2 separate regions of the Gossypium hirsutum genome follow, and region 2 is linked to region 1. The links are chromatin contacts, called in public Hi-C maps. All regions are on one chromosome and are shown on one strand. Each heading gives the region's core, a stretch centred on a gene start, on an enhancer-like site or on the middle of the called end of the contact. The rest is flanking DNA. Distances are from core to core; before and after follow the strand shown. Region 1 holds the start of LOC107889042 (protein RETICULATA-RELATED 1, chloroplastic). Region 2 holds the start of LOC107912781 (histone deacetylase HDT1).

Region 1 (6,764 bases), core at 2,437-4,936:
ATAAATACTATTATGCTTTTCATTTTAAAATTTTGATTTTGGTGGATTTTTCGTGTTGTGAGGGGCAAAGCATTTATTAAAGACCCCAATTCAAGAGTTGGGGTCTTCCCCTTTCTCTCTCAGTCATGGCACCTGCCAAGCTTTCTGGGTTTTGTAAACAAGGAAATGACTGGTAAGCTCCAACACTTGTTCTATCTCTCCAATCTATCTTTGTAATTGAACTTCTTTTACAATTCCTTGCTCTTTTTTCTTATCTGGGTTGTCTTATTTTCGTTCAAATTTGAGACTGAATTTGAAGTACTACTGCTTTATTTTTCATCTAATTTCATGAATGCATAAAAAAAGCTAAACCTCTGTGCGGCTTGATCAAGTTTTGCTTCTTCTTTTCTAGTTTTGGGTTTATAGAAGAAAGACAAAAGGGTCTATTTTGGCAGCTATAAGCAAAATTATTCACTTACAATGGAGTTAATGTGGTATGTTTTGTGATTTGGTTTTTATGGGTACAGGCTTTATAACGCAAGGCTGCCAAGTGATATAACCATTATTGTGGATGGTGTAAAATTTCATCTTCATAAGGTAAGTCAAAATTTTCGTTTTCATTGAGCACTTGGATAGTTGCATTAGCCTTCATGCATGCTTGCTCTTCTGAGTCTTACTCTTACACCTGAAACAATTCGACCTAAGAATTGAATAGCTATGACCAACTTGTTATGTTAAGCTTTATGATCATATTTTCTGTAACAGCTTGGTCTTTTCCTATTGTTCTGGTAAATGCAATTGTCATAAACTTGTGTTTTCCCCTTTGTACTGTACCTTAAGGTAAGACCAACATGGTGATGTTATGCAATAAAATGTCATGCTTTATGATCATATTTTACTGCAGTTTCCTCTCATGTCGAAATGTGGAAAGGTTGCTTGCATGTTGGAAGAAATGCAAAGTATCCATGATAGGACTTTTACCACAAAGCTTGAAGAATTCCCTGGTGGCTCCGACACTTTCTTGTTTGCAGCAAAATTCTGCTATGGAATTCAGGTGGAATTTACAGCTAGAAATATAATAACAGTGTACTGTGCAGCGGACTACCTTGAGATGACAGATGAGTATGGGGAAGATAATTTACTTTCTAAGGCGGAAAGTTTCTTCCACAAAAATGTACTTCACAACTGGAAGGATTGTGTATTGGCTTTGCAAAGTTGCGAATCATGCATGCCAAGGGCGGAAAAGCTCCACATATTACAGAAATGTCTGAATGCTGTATCTACGATGGTTTGTACAGATCCGAGTTTGTTTGGTTGGCCCATGATGATGTATGGTAGCCTCCAGAGCCCCGGTGGAAGCATTCTATGGAATGGAATAAACACTGGGGCAAAAATCCGAAGCGCAGAATCTGACTGGTGGTTCGAAGACATCTCTTATTTCAGTGTAGGTTTGTTTGAAAGACTTATCAAAACAATGGAAGCAAGGGGTATTAGATCTGAATATCTAGCTGGTGCTGTAATGTACTATGCCAGAAAGTTTCTACCAGGTCTGGGCCGATGGCAGAGTAGACCGAGTAGCAAAGCCAGGACAGTCGCGAGTTTTAGCTTGATTCCTGCTGCTGTTGATCAAAGGGATTTACTGGAAAACATCGAAAAGCTTCTCCCAAAAAAGAAGGGCAAGTCATTCTGCCGTTTTTTACTTGGACTTCTTCGTGTTGCATCAATATTAGGTGTCAATCAGACATGCCTGGATTCTTTGGAGAGGAGAATAGGAATGCAACTCGAACTGGCTAGCCTTGATGGTCTTTTGATTCCTTCTTTCTCGAATTCGGATACTCTATATGATACTGATTGTGTTGAACGGATCATCCATCATTTTTTGTCATCCGAATCAGGGTTAACATTATTTTCCCCACCATCACTAGACCTCTTATCCTCACCATCATTTGAGCCCTTAAGAAAAGTTGCTAGATTAATTGATAATTATCTAGCCGAAGTTGCTTCTGATGTAAATTTGAAACCAGGAAAGATACGTTCCCTCGCAGAGGTCCTTCCAGACTCTTCTAGAACTTTGCACGATGGGCTTTACAGAGCACTTGACATCTATTTCAAGGTTCTTTTTTACTGAACCAACTTTGATTTAAATGGAGTCTTTCCTTTTTGAGATTTTTAACTTCTATTACCATTGTGCAGGCACACCCTTGGCTTTCTGATAGAGAGAAGGAAGTCCTTTGCAACATCATCGACTATGGGAAACTCTCCATCGATGCCTGTGCCCATGCTTCCCAAAACAAAAGATTGCCACTCAGAGTTGTTCTCCAAGTCTTGTTCTTCGAGCAATTGCATTTAAGAGCAGCTTTAGCTGGTTGTCTCAATGTCTTGGAAGCTGAAAGTGCTCCTACGGGTCAGGGGATTGCCCCAACAGAGATAGCTGGTAATGTGACTGCCACTGGTGAAACCAGCCAGCGGATTGTTCAAAGAGATGGATGGGTGACAATTGTACGTGAAAATCAAGTTTTAAAAGTGGATATGGAAAGGATGAGGTCTAGAGTTGGAGAACTTGAAGACAAAGTCAGTAAAATAAAGCTAGAAATGAAAAAAGTGAAAAAATCACGTAACTCACTCAGTTCCCCCTGTATAGTTGCTGGGAAATTCGGATGCAAGCCTCTTTCAAAATCCTCAGATTCTCAAACGGATGTTGTTGGCAGCACAGGACTAACTCCAAGACCATCATTCGAGCAACCACATTCTTCCCGTCATTCCGGGCATCGAAAAAGTTTATCCTTGTTCCGAGATTTAACACTTGGAAGCTAACATCATCTTTTCAACATACAAACAGCAGGTGGGTGCTCTTTCAAAAGTCACTCCCTAACAAAAGATTTTCTTGTGTTGTACATGAAATAGTAAAAAAAGGGGTTCATATCACCTATAGTTTTGGTGTTTACACTTTGAAATCTTCACCATTCATGATTTTTATTTTGGGATCATTAAGGTTTGATGTGGAGGGGCATAATTTTCATGAATGGTCAAGATTTCATGTGATCTGTAGGTGATATGAAGCTTTAATAGCTTTGTTTGAGTCCATTAAATTGGATAGGTATATTCATTTAGGATGTTGAAAATTCACAGGCTTGAAAGTTAATAGGTGTAGCCCTACATTTTCTGTATTGGTGCCATTATAGAAGTAAATATGATTCCATTGGTTTACATGTATAGCTCTGTAAATCTAAGTTATAGGTTTGCTTTTTTGGCCAGTGTTGTAACTTATTTAAATATTCAGTGTATACACACATGTATAAGGATGTTTGAATAAATGTTTGTGAAAACCTTGAATCATTCTCTATCTGAAAACGTTTACTTTTCAATTTCGATTTGAACTCTGAAAATCGAACTCAAACACTATTTTGTCCAAATTGATGATTTACAAAAACAGCAAAATCTTTATTGACTTACAAATTAGAAATTGTCTAAATTACTTTTATATTTTAAATATGACATCTCAATTCAACGCCGTCGCTTTGGCCGAGTGGTTAAGGCGTGTGCCTGCTAAGTACATGGGTTTCACCCGCGAGAGTTCGAATCTCTCAGGCGACGATTTAAATTTTAAAATTTTTTCCACTATCAGATTTTTATTTTTTTGCCACGTCGATACCTTCCTCTACCCGCGTAGTACTTGATCAGAACTCCAATCACTCCGGGGAAGCCCTGTCTCGTTTCGAAGTTCAAAATCAAACACAAATGTCAATTCCAAGGCCCGCTTTATTGTTCTTTACTTTCTTTTACTCCCCCCAATTTTTGCTTCGCTGCCGTCTTTCAACTCTATATCTCCGGTCTCCGTGTTGGAAATGTCAATTTCATCAGCCCCAAGCTTCAACGTCTCAACTTTCTCCAATGGCGGAGCTAACTGTACAACTACGAATAAGGTGATAGGGACTAGAGCTTTCGCTTGTCTTAAATATATTAATAGCATCGAATCTCGTTTGAAATTAACTTCACCGGTATTAGTTCATACGCTCGTTTTAACTTTCACGAACCGCGACCTTTCGGTTCGCTGCGTTAGGCCGGATTCTACGGGGAACACTATTAGTGGTTCACTGGAAGGGGAAAAAGGTAATTTTGATGATGAATCTAGGGTTTTAGAGATTGGAAGCGGTGATCGACAGATAGATGACTTCGGCGGCGGCGGAGATAATGGAGGCGGTGGTTCATTCGGTGGCGGCGATGGCGGTGAAGGTGACAGTGAAGATGAAAGAGAGTTTGGGCCAATATTGAAGTTTGAGGATGTGATGAAGGAAGTGGAAGCTAGAGGAGTGGAGCTGCCTCCAGACATGATGGAAGCTGCGAAAAGGAATGGAATCCGGAAATTGTTCCTTCTTCGTTACTTGGATTTGCAGGTCGGATTATAAAGCTTTTACTTTTACTCTTTTTTTGTTGTTGCTTTTGTTTGATTGATGAGAAAATGGAGGGAAAATAAACTGAAATAAAAGTGTGAATCTTCATTTTTAAGGAATTTGCTTACACAAGCAACTAATAGAGAAATTTGCTTCATTTGATATTGAGTAATAGTACAATTTCTTATCATGGTGTTTAATCAGGAATAACTGTATTTTAGGGTCAAAAAGTACTTTAAATTTTTGTTTAGGTCAATTGAATACTAATGCACATTAAGGATAAAAAATGGCTTAGATTGGGTTGGTTCTTGTTAGTTTCCTCTGTTTTACTTTTACATTTGCAGCAGTTAATTGTTTTTATCATTTTTTTTATGAGTAGGCTATCTTATGCTCTCACTTTTCTTTTACCTTGTTGACAGGAATCAGTTTGGCCACTTGGCTTTTTAATAAAATACTGCTCTATGCTCCGGAACCGAATGCTAGCTGATGCTTCATTTCTTTTCAAAGTTGGAACCGAGGTTTGTTGAGTGTCATTTTTATATTTATTCGCAGGGTTAGCTAAACGTTAATGTTTTCTGAAAGTTTTTCATAACCATGTTAAGGCATTATGAATGTACTACCAAGTGACTATTTACATTAACCATATACCTTGGTGCCTGTCTCCTCATTATGCTGTGACTAGCATGATAAGCCTAACTGTAGTTTAGGGGCATGTAGTTGTGGTTGGTGCTTCAGTTTTCCACTTTTGATTTTTTTCTTTTGATGACATGATGCAGATAGTAATTGATTCTGGCTGCGCAACATATGCGGAAATGAAGAAAAGGGGAAAGGATTTTTGGGCAGAGTTTGAGTTGTACTTTGCCGATCTTTTGGTCGGTATAGTGGTTGACATTGCTTTGGTTAGTATGTTAGCACCATATGCTCGTTTTGGTCAACCATCCGCATCCAGAGGATTATTTGGTAGCTTCCAGCGTGCTGCTTCTGTTCTTCCTAGCAGGTTATTATAACATAACAACAGCTTTTGTCTTATGAAATTCTGAGCTCCTAGTTTCATGTTTGAATTTTATGTATTCCTTTGAGTTTGTTCATTGGTAGATACTCTCGCTGTTTGATAGTACAGTAGATTTCATGCTAGAGATATTTGTTCTTTAGGTAAAACAAAAAATTTTAATTTTGCTCTTTTCTTGCTTTATGTGTTTTTCTTGCCTCCTATCTAGTTCCAACTTTATATTTTACTCAGATTTAAATAATTTTTAAGACAATGTCAACTGTTCTGCTATTGCAGTGTTTTTGAAGCTGAAAGACCAGGATGTAAATTCTCAGTGAAACAACGGATTGCAACATATTTTTATAAGGTACCCAGAGCTGAGTAATCAATGAATTATATGGAATGTTGAAGCAGGGAGGTGATATTGCTTCATGTTCTGATTAAATGATGATGTCTCATTTAGTTAGCCCTTAGAGAATTGTTGTAGAGTATCATTTTCTTGCAGCGTCATAGCTCTTTGCATTTCCTCATACGGTTCCACTGCCAGTGTCTTCTGCTGTTAATGTAACATTTTTTTCCTCTTCAAAAAAAAGGAAAAGAAAAGAAGGATCAAGAACATTTTCTGTTTTTAGCTTATTTGTTGGCTTATTTTGGATCCAGGGTGTTTTGTATGGCTCAGTAGGGTTCGGCTGTGGTATTGTTGGCCAAGGCATTGCAAATCTGGTAATGACTGCCAAAAGGTACAGTTTTCTCATTGATACTTGTACCTTTTCATGGTTCACCGGTTATACTCAAGACTGTCTTGGCGTTTTTTCCTGCCCAAATTTCAATGTTTTTTCCTTCAATAATTTGGGTTTACAATGGAGTATGTAGGCAATCTAATTGCCTATTCCACTTCTTAGTCCCATCTTTCATCTTGGAATGATTTGAGTTGAGGTGCTTTATCTGAAAGCATTTATAGTATTGACTGTTTTTGTCATTTCCTGTTGAGGTATTTCTCACTTGTATAACTCTTCTAAATGATCAGGAGCATAAGGAAATCAGATGAGGACATTCCTATCCCACCTCTTCTAAAAAGTGCTGCTCTTTGGGGTATGTTTAAGCCTATTAAGATTCCGACTTTTAACTTCAGTCTCGTACTTCTTAATCGTTCTTTACTCCTGACGACCATTTCATTCAGTGCTCGAAGTAGTTGGAGCCTTGAATGCTATTTAAATAACTGAAAATCGGTTTTTATCTCGATCCTGCTTAACGGTTTGCCATCTTTATCAGGTGTTTTCCTCGCTCTATCTTCCAACACCCGTTATCAAATTATTAATGGATTAGAGCGTCTGGTAGAAGCATCACCAGTGGCGAAGCAGGTTCCACCAGTTGCAATGGCCTTCACGGTAGGTGTGCGGTTTGCC
Region 2 (6,764 bases), core at 1,984-4,483, 210 kb after region 1:
CCAGCTGACTGTTCGTACTTAACATTGAACCCATATATAAAATCTTATGTATATTGGTTTTTCTATCATCTTATGTCCATTTTTCTCTACCCAAGTATTACAAAGTCCTTGGAGAACAGACAGGCAGGCAGGCAGAGCAATGTTTGTAATAGGTACAAAGAGTTCATACCCATTGTTCTATTACTACTATCATAACTGTTGCTCAGTCTTCCATCGGAACTAAAACAGATGCTTGTAATTCATGGATGGACCTTTTTCTATATGCAAAAATTCTAACTCTTCAGTCAGAAATTTTAGTATAACTCAATTTTTGGTATGTCCTTTTCTTTGGAGTGCAGCTTAATTTCCCGTAACTTGCATTAATCATTTCAAAGACAATAGCTTGCCACTTTTCTCATGTGTTATTGTTGTGGCGGATATTACAATTTTATACGCCTACTATTATGTATTTATCTTCATACAATATAAGCCCTGGAATACGGATTTTCTTCTACTACTTTGTTCTTTCAATTATATTTATCCTTTAGTCGTTTAGTAAAATGAATGCATTAAAGCTTGCTGTGCATTCCTAAAAATGATAGCACATTTTGCATTACCACATGAAATTATTATCATTTTACCAGTTGAAATAGTTAATGGTTAACTATATGATGAATAAGCATTGCCATTCAACATTTCGTTATCCAAAAAAAAATACAAAAGTTTTAACTTCTATAGGCTCCAAAAACATAAACATCAAATTTAATGCCAGAAAAAAAAAACACGACTAAAATAGTAAACGATTTGAGATACGCAACATTACACCCTAAATATATAATTTGCCAAAACAATAAGCTTTCAATCAGAAGCAAGGGGACTCAATTGCCTTTTTTAGACAATAAACTACCAGTTTACTAAGAAAAGCATAATCTCTCAAAAATTAAACATGCACATAAGAGCATGTAATATCATCTCATTTGCCACCATGCTTGGCCTTCTTGTGGGACTCTAGACCACCCTCGGAACCAAAGGACCTGTTCATGGTGAATGGAGGAAGTTAGTTAAGAAACCAAACCGATTCAAAACAAAATTGGAAGCAGTTCTAAAAGTTATAGGCAAGTACTTGCTACAAGATCCACAAGAGAATTGACCACCAGACTTTGGACTCTTTCCAGAAGTTTTCCCAGCTTGCTTTGATGGGTGTGGGGTTGCAGTGTGACCACCCTTCTTACCATCTGCAAGAGCAAGGAATAATGAAATCATAAGATCTTAAAGAAATGGATGCCAGATCAAGGTAAACCATTGCCAAAAACATGTCAAAACCATATATGATACGGCAGAGTTTCATGTGAACTATGAGAAAAGACCTGTTTTCTGAGGTGTCGCTGCAGGTTTAGCCTTCTTTGCAGAAACAGGTGTTGCAGCTTCTGCCGGTCTCTTTTTGCTCGACTCAACCTTGAAATCCAGAGACATAAATTTACATCAACTGAATCAGGTCAGATTGAACAATCAAGTACCAGTTAGAACCCACAAAACGTACCTTCTTAGGTGTCTCCTCATCCTCATCATCTGAACTTTCATCCACAGACATCTGTCCAGAAGAACAGAAAAATTCAATCCAAATTTCTCAATCACTACTTCAACTAGAGAAAAACAAATCCTTAAAAATTATCAAACTGAAGTCATTGACAATAAAATTAAAGTCATATCAAACAAAACACCACTCAGAACAAAGGAAAAACATTCAATATGAAATTATGGTTTTGCTTAGTTTTGAGAAAAGGACCTCTTCATCTTCATCATCAGAACCACTTCCATCCTCGGAATCACTATCATCATCATCGTCCTCATTTTTCTTGTTATCACTTGGTTCAGTTATCTTGACAGCTTGTTTTACAGCATCAGGTTTCCCAGCATTAGCCGTTTTTGCATCTGTCTTAGCTTTTCCTGTAATGGAAGAAAATGTTTGCAGGTTGAAAGTGCAAATTAGTAGAATCTTCAATTATTGATACTAAATTCCAGTACACAAAGAGAACTAACCGTTTTCAGCAGCCACAGGAAGTTCCTCATCCTCGCTACTTTCTTCCTCACTATCTGTATATAAGAATAATATGCATGAGAAAAACTTGATTAAAGCAATTTGCAATTAGGCAAAAGATATATTCCATTACTCACCAAATTCATCATCAGAGGTGACAGAAAACAGCATAGAAGTCAAGGAAGCACAAGATTTCACAGGCAAAATTCACATTAAAAAAATAAGTTTGGTTATTACAAAAAAGAAAAACAAAATAATTGCTATTGATAAAAGGATATCCTTCCTCTGGGACAAAAGTTCTGTAACCAAGGAAATAGACGCTCCCATTTTTCCAGTTGTGAGAGAGCTCAAAGCCTTGCTCAAATACTAAATCAAAACACAATTGCGGGCAATTCTGGTGGGAAAGTGTTCCGAGAACGAGTTTCTTCCCATTAACATTCACATAGAGAGGAACCGACTCTGCTTTGTTCTTTGACTCACCAAGTGTTGCCTAAAACATAAGGCAACAAAGCAGATGATTTTAGACAAACAACAATAGATAACAACATCAAGTTAGACAGTTTCCAACCTGGGAAAGATGGATGACATGACTGGCACCAGGGTCCGTTTTAATAGGCTGTCCAGCTTTAACTTCAATACCTAATAGTAGCATAAAAGATGATCCAATTTGATTAACCCAATTTGAAATAAAAACAATATGTCCATGTCTCAAGTATAATCCTGAAAAATATAATTTGCATATAATCATTTTCAACAAGCTACCATCCAATGACAAAATAATTACCATGTGTCAAATCATACTGATAAATCTCAAATAATGAAACCAGCAACTGATGCTATTAGCGTTGACAACAGTAAACCCAAAACCCAATCAAACACGGCCACAAAAACAAGCTTCCCATTGAAAGAGAGAAGTTCAAATAAAACCCAAGGGAAAGCTAGCATCATTTCATTAGAATTTTTTAAAAAAAAAATCAAAGCTTCAAAAAGTAAAAGAAACATAAACATAAAATCGAAGAGAGATAAGTAAAAGAAAGAATGGGTTACCCCAGAACTCCATTGATGAGGATGATGAAAGACGAGTGAGAGGACTAAGGTTTTAGTGGCGTCTGAGAACTAGGGTTTTACGAGGAGTGGGAGAAGGTGAGAGTAAAAACACGCCTTCCAAAGAAGAGAGTGGAATTGAATGGCAATCGAAATGAATTTATATGATAGTTGCCGCTTATTTTATTTCTAGGGTTTTTAAAAAAAAAATTATTTCTTTTCAATATTCAAGGATTTGTTTGTGAAGGCTTCCTTTTCGGACTGACCCAATTATGATCAACCCATATGTTTTGTAAAGCCCATAATAAGCCCATCACTAAAACTATCTACAAATACCTAAAGACTAGGCCTCATATCTCCATATCAATATCACTCTTTTATCTAGGTTGTTTGGCACTTAAAATTGGGGTTTTAAAAAAATTAATTGAGTTTTAGCTTGATTAGTATGGGTATTGTTGTCAATACAGAAGGATGTGAGTTCAAATGTACTAAAACACATTATCCTCTTATTTATAGGTTGGGAGGAGTTATGGATTTTAGGCATTGTGTAAAAAAAATATTAGAACTTATAATGAAATTGTTCAAAAAAATATTTGGGTAAAAAAAATTGGCCGCGTTCAATGACCGACACCTCAGCAAATTTTCACTCCACAAGTAAAGTTAAGATTTTGATATGTGACCTTAAATTGCATTTAAAAATTTAAGGGATAAATTTCAAAACTATACATAAATTATGATTTAATGTGTAAATTTATACACGAAATTTTGATTTGATCAAATTCTCACAAATCATTAATACAATTATTGATATAGCATTATTTTATGTTTATATATTGCATACACATATAATTATATTTATCCAATATAAAAATAAATTTGATTATTTATTTCTTTAAATGTGTATGACTGAATCAAAATTAAAGTTTCATGTATGTATTTGAACCACAATCGAAGTTACATGTATATAATTATATTAAATTAAAATTCATATATCAAATCACACATTGAATAAAGTCTTAAAATTTATCTCGAAATTTAAAAAATAAAAATAAAATATGTGATAAAATTTCAAAGGGAGTTAAATAATTCACGGCCAATATACCAAACTTGTTGATTTAGAAAATATAAATTTCGTAATAATATTTCTAAGTGAACTGAAATTGCATTTATTACATGAAAGCAATTCTTACGTAAGAATTATATTTTTTAATTACAAGAAATTTCAATACGTAGTAATATATTTACAAGAATTTATAATAGGAATGATATATTTAAGGTTCGTATGTACAAACATTAGTATTATTTTAGGATTTGATGTAAGTAAAGGAATTAAATTTTAAATTTTTAAAAGTATTAGGGACTATTATATTAAAATTAAAATTCTATAGATTAGTAATTATTATATTGCTAATCATGTTTTGTGTTATTTTACCTATTATTTTAAATATAATTTTTTAAAATTAAATAGTAAACTATTCCACAAATAATTATATTTTTAATTTTTTATTTTATTATAAAATATAATTTAATTAGTTTTTAATAATATAAATAAACAATTTTTTATCTAAGAGTAAAATTTTCATTTGCAATCTATTCCTTGTATATTCCTTATCATTACTCTATCAAACCAAACAATATAATATTATGTTATTATTGTATTCCATTCCCACCTAATAGACTATTCAATTCTTGTTCTATTCCAATTTAAATAACCAATCGTGCTATTCAAATTCCCTTCTTCTTTTTTTTTTTGTGAAAGTAAAACATTATCTAACTAATTACATAGAAGTACTTTGAAAAGAAAACCCTTTGCCTTATCTGTTTGTAGGAGATCTAGTACTATCGTAGAAAGGAGGTCAAAATTTTACAATTTTTCTTTTTTACCAAAGTTAGTTTGGCTAAGCAATTCGTAGCTTAATTTTGCTCTCTAAGCATGTAATGTAAGAGCCATTGTTTTTCTTGTGCCAAGATGTTTTGAATTCTTCTAATCAAAGAAGTTCGATGTGATGGAAACACTTCCTTAGATAGTTTTAATGACCTCCAAGCTGTCATATTAGATTATGACCTTGTCATGACCTCTGCGTTAGATAAGCTAGAGGCCCTCCAAAATGGTCCAAAGTTCGGTATAAAAAATCGAGCACTTCCCGATATATCGGTTATGCCCAGAGATCAACTCTCCATTATCATCACGAATTACTCCCACAAATGTTGCGTTTCCTTAGTCCAATTGTATATAAAATTGTAACGCCCCATACCCAAGACCGTTGCCGGAGTCGAACACGAGGTGTTAACAGACTTATTTCATTTATTAACACAGTTCACTTTAAAATTCCAGACAAGCTGGTTAACTGCATCACAGTCACTTTAAAAATCATATCTCGAGTTCCAAAACTCGAAAACTGATTCTGTAAATTTTCCCTGAAACTAGACTCATATATCCATCCACAAAATTTTTTCTAGAATTTTTGGTCGGGCCAATTAGTACAGTTTATTAGTTAAAGTCTCCCCTGTTACAGGGTTTGACCATTCTGACCTTCGTGCATTACGACTTGGATATCTCCCTGTACAGGGCTTCAATACTTATGCCGTTTGTTTCTAAAGAAACTAGACTCGAAAAGGAATCTATACATATAAGACATGACTTCTAATTATCTCTGGTTAATTTATAATGAATTTCCAAAGTCAGATCAGGGGATCCAGAAATTGCTCTAGCCCTGTTTTACTAAAACTTAAATATCTCTTAAAATAGGACTCATATGATCGTTTCGTTTATCCCATATGAAAGTAGATTCATCAAGGTTCTATTACATAATTTATTCACTATTTAATTCCATTCTTACTATTTTTAGTGATTTTTCAAATCCACACCACTGCTGCTGTCAGCATCTGTTTTTAAGGTGGACTTTACCTATTTCATAGTTTCCATGATTCAACTAGCCCTTTTAGCATATATAGCACAAAAATATGATCATGATTAACCAATCCAATGGCCAATCATTGCCAAGCATATCCACACCTCACAATAACCATATACATACAAGATGATTATAACACTATGCTCAAAATATATAAGCCATTTTCGCATGGCTATCCAAATATATACAACACCAAAGTACTTGACTAATAACACAAGGGCACTCCTATACATGCCATTATCAGAGTTCAACTAAAAGAGTACCAAAAGGGGCTTTGATAGTGTGGACGACTTTGACTTTGACACTCCCGAGTCCGATAGCTGACGAACCAAAATCTATAAAACAAAGAATCAAAGAAACGGAGTAAGCATTTAATGCTTAGTAAGTTTTGAATAATGTAATTAGTTTCGGCTAAGGTATAACATTCATATGGCTAACTGGATAACTTCATATATGCACATTCTCATAATCATACTTACTTCACGCTTCAATCCATATATTCATTCACAAGGTATCAAACCTAACTAAAGGCCGAAAATTCGTTAATCAATTGAACGAATACTATTTAAAACGGATCGACTTTTCCGATGCATATACGAAACATACCTCATCGTTTGGATTTTATGAGCGTCTTAATTGGAAATTTACAGCAAGCTTGCTCACTTCCAAACCCAAGCATCTTCGGGATTTAGCCGAATATAACTACTTGCTCAAATGCCTTCGGGACTTAGCCCGGATATAGTAACTCGCACAAATGCCTTCGGGACTTAGCCCGGTTATCATCCGAA

What was found. A called contact is a pair of places that touch in the nucleus more often than the background predicts.
Region 2: a contact with region 1 is called in a Hi-C map of leaf, with 3 times the contacts expected there. The contact joins the promoter of LOC107912781 here to the promoter of LOC107889042 in region 1. A contact is called at or near these places in 2 of 34 Hi-C or Micro-C datasets (both in leaf).

Annotation. Positions count from the first base shown.
Region 1 is chrA09:64,383,968-64,390,731 of Gossypium_hirsutum_v2.1, forward strand. It overlaps LOC107889042 (protein RETICULATA-RELATED 1, chloroplastic), which reads left to right and starts at 3,687. Exons shown (of 7, transcript XM_016813340.2): 1 at 3,687-4,373; 2 at 4,790-4,888; 3 at 5,147-5,367; 4 at 5,656-5,725; 5 at 6,019-6,098; 6 at 6,386-6,450; 7 at 6,631-6,764. The coding sequence starts at 3,825. LOC107889043 (BTB/POZ domain-containing protein At3g44820) reads left to right here. Exons shown (of 4, transcript XM_041076423.1): 1 at 1-172; 2 at 507-576; 3 at 884-2,092; 4 at 2,173-3,315. The coding sequence starts at 126. The coding sequence ends at 2,793. It overlaps TRNAS-GCU (transfer RNA serine (anticodon GCU)), which reads left to right and starts at 3,492; the gene lies at 3,492-3,573.
Region 2 is chrA09:64,597,608-64,604,371 of Gossypium_hirsutum_v2.1, forward strand. It overlaps LOC107912781 (histone deacetylase HDT1), which reads right to left and starts at 3,234. Exons shown (of 10, transcript XM_016841107.2): 1 at 3,065-3,234; 2 at 2,586-2,656; 3 at 2,296-2,507; 4 at 2,155-2,171; 5 at 2,020-2,073; 6 at 1,766-1,926; 7 at 1,520-1,570; 8 at 1,347-1,434; 9 at 1,103-1,214; 10 at 649-1,013. The coding sequence starts at 3,077. The coding sequence ends at 953. TRNAL-UAA (transfer RNA leucine (anticodon UAA)) reads right to left here and starts at 5; the gene lies at 1-5.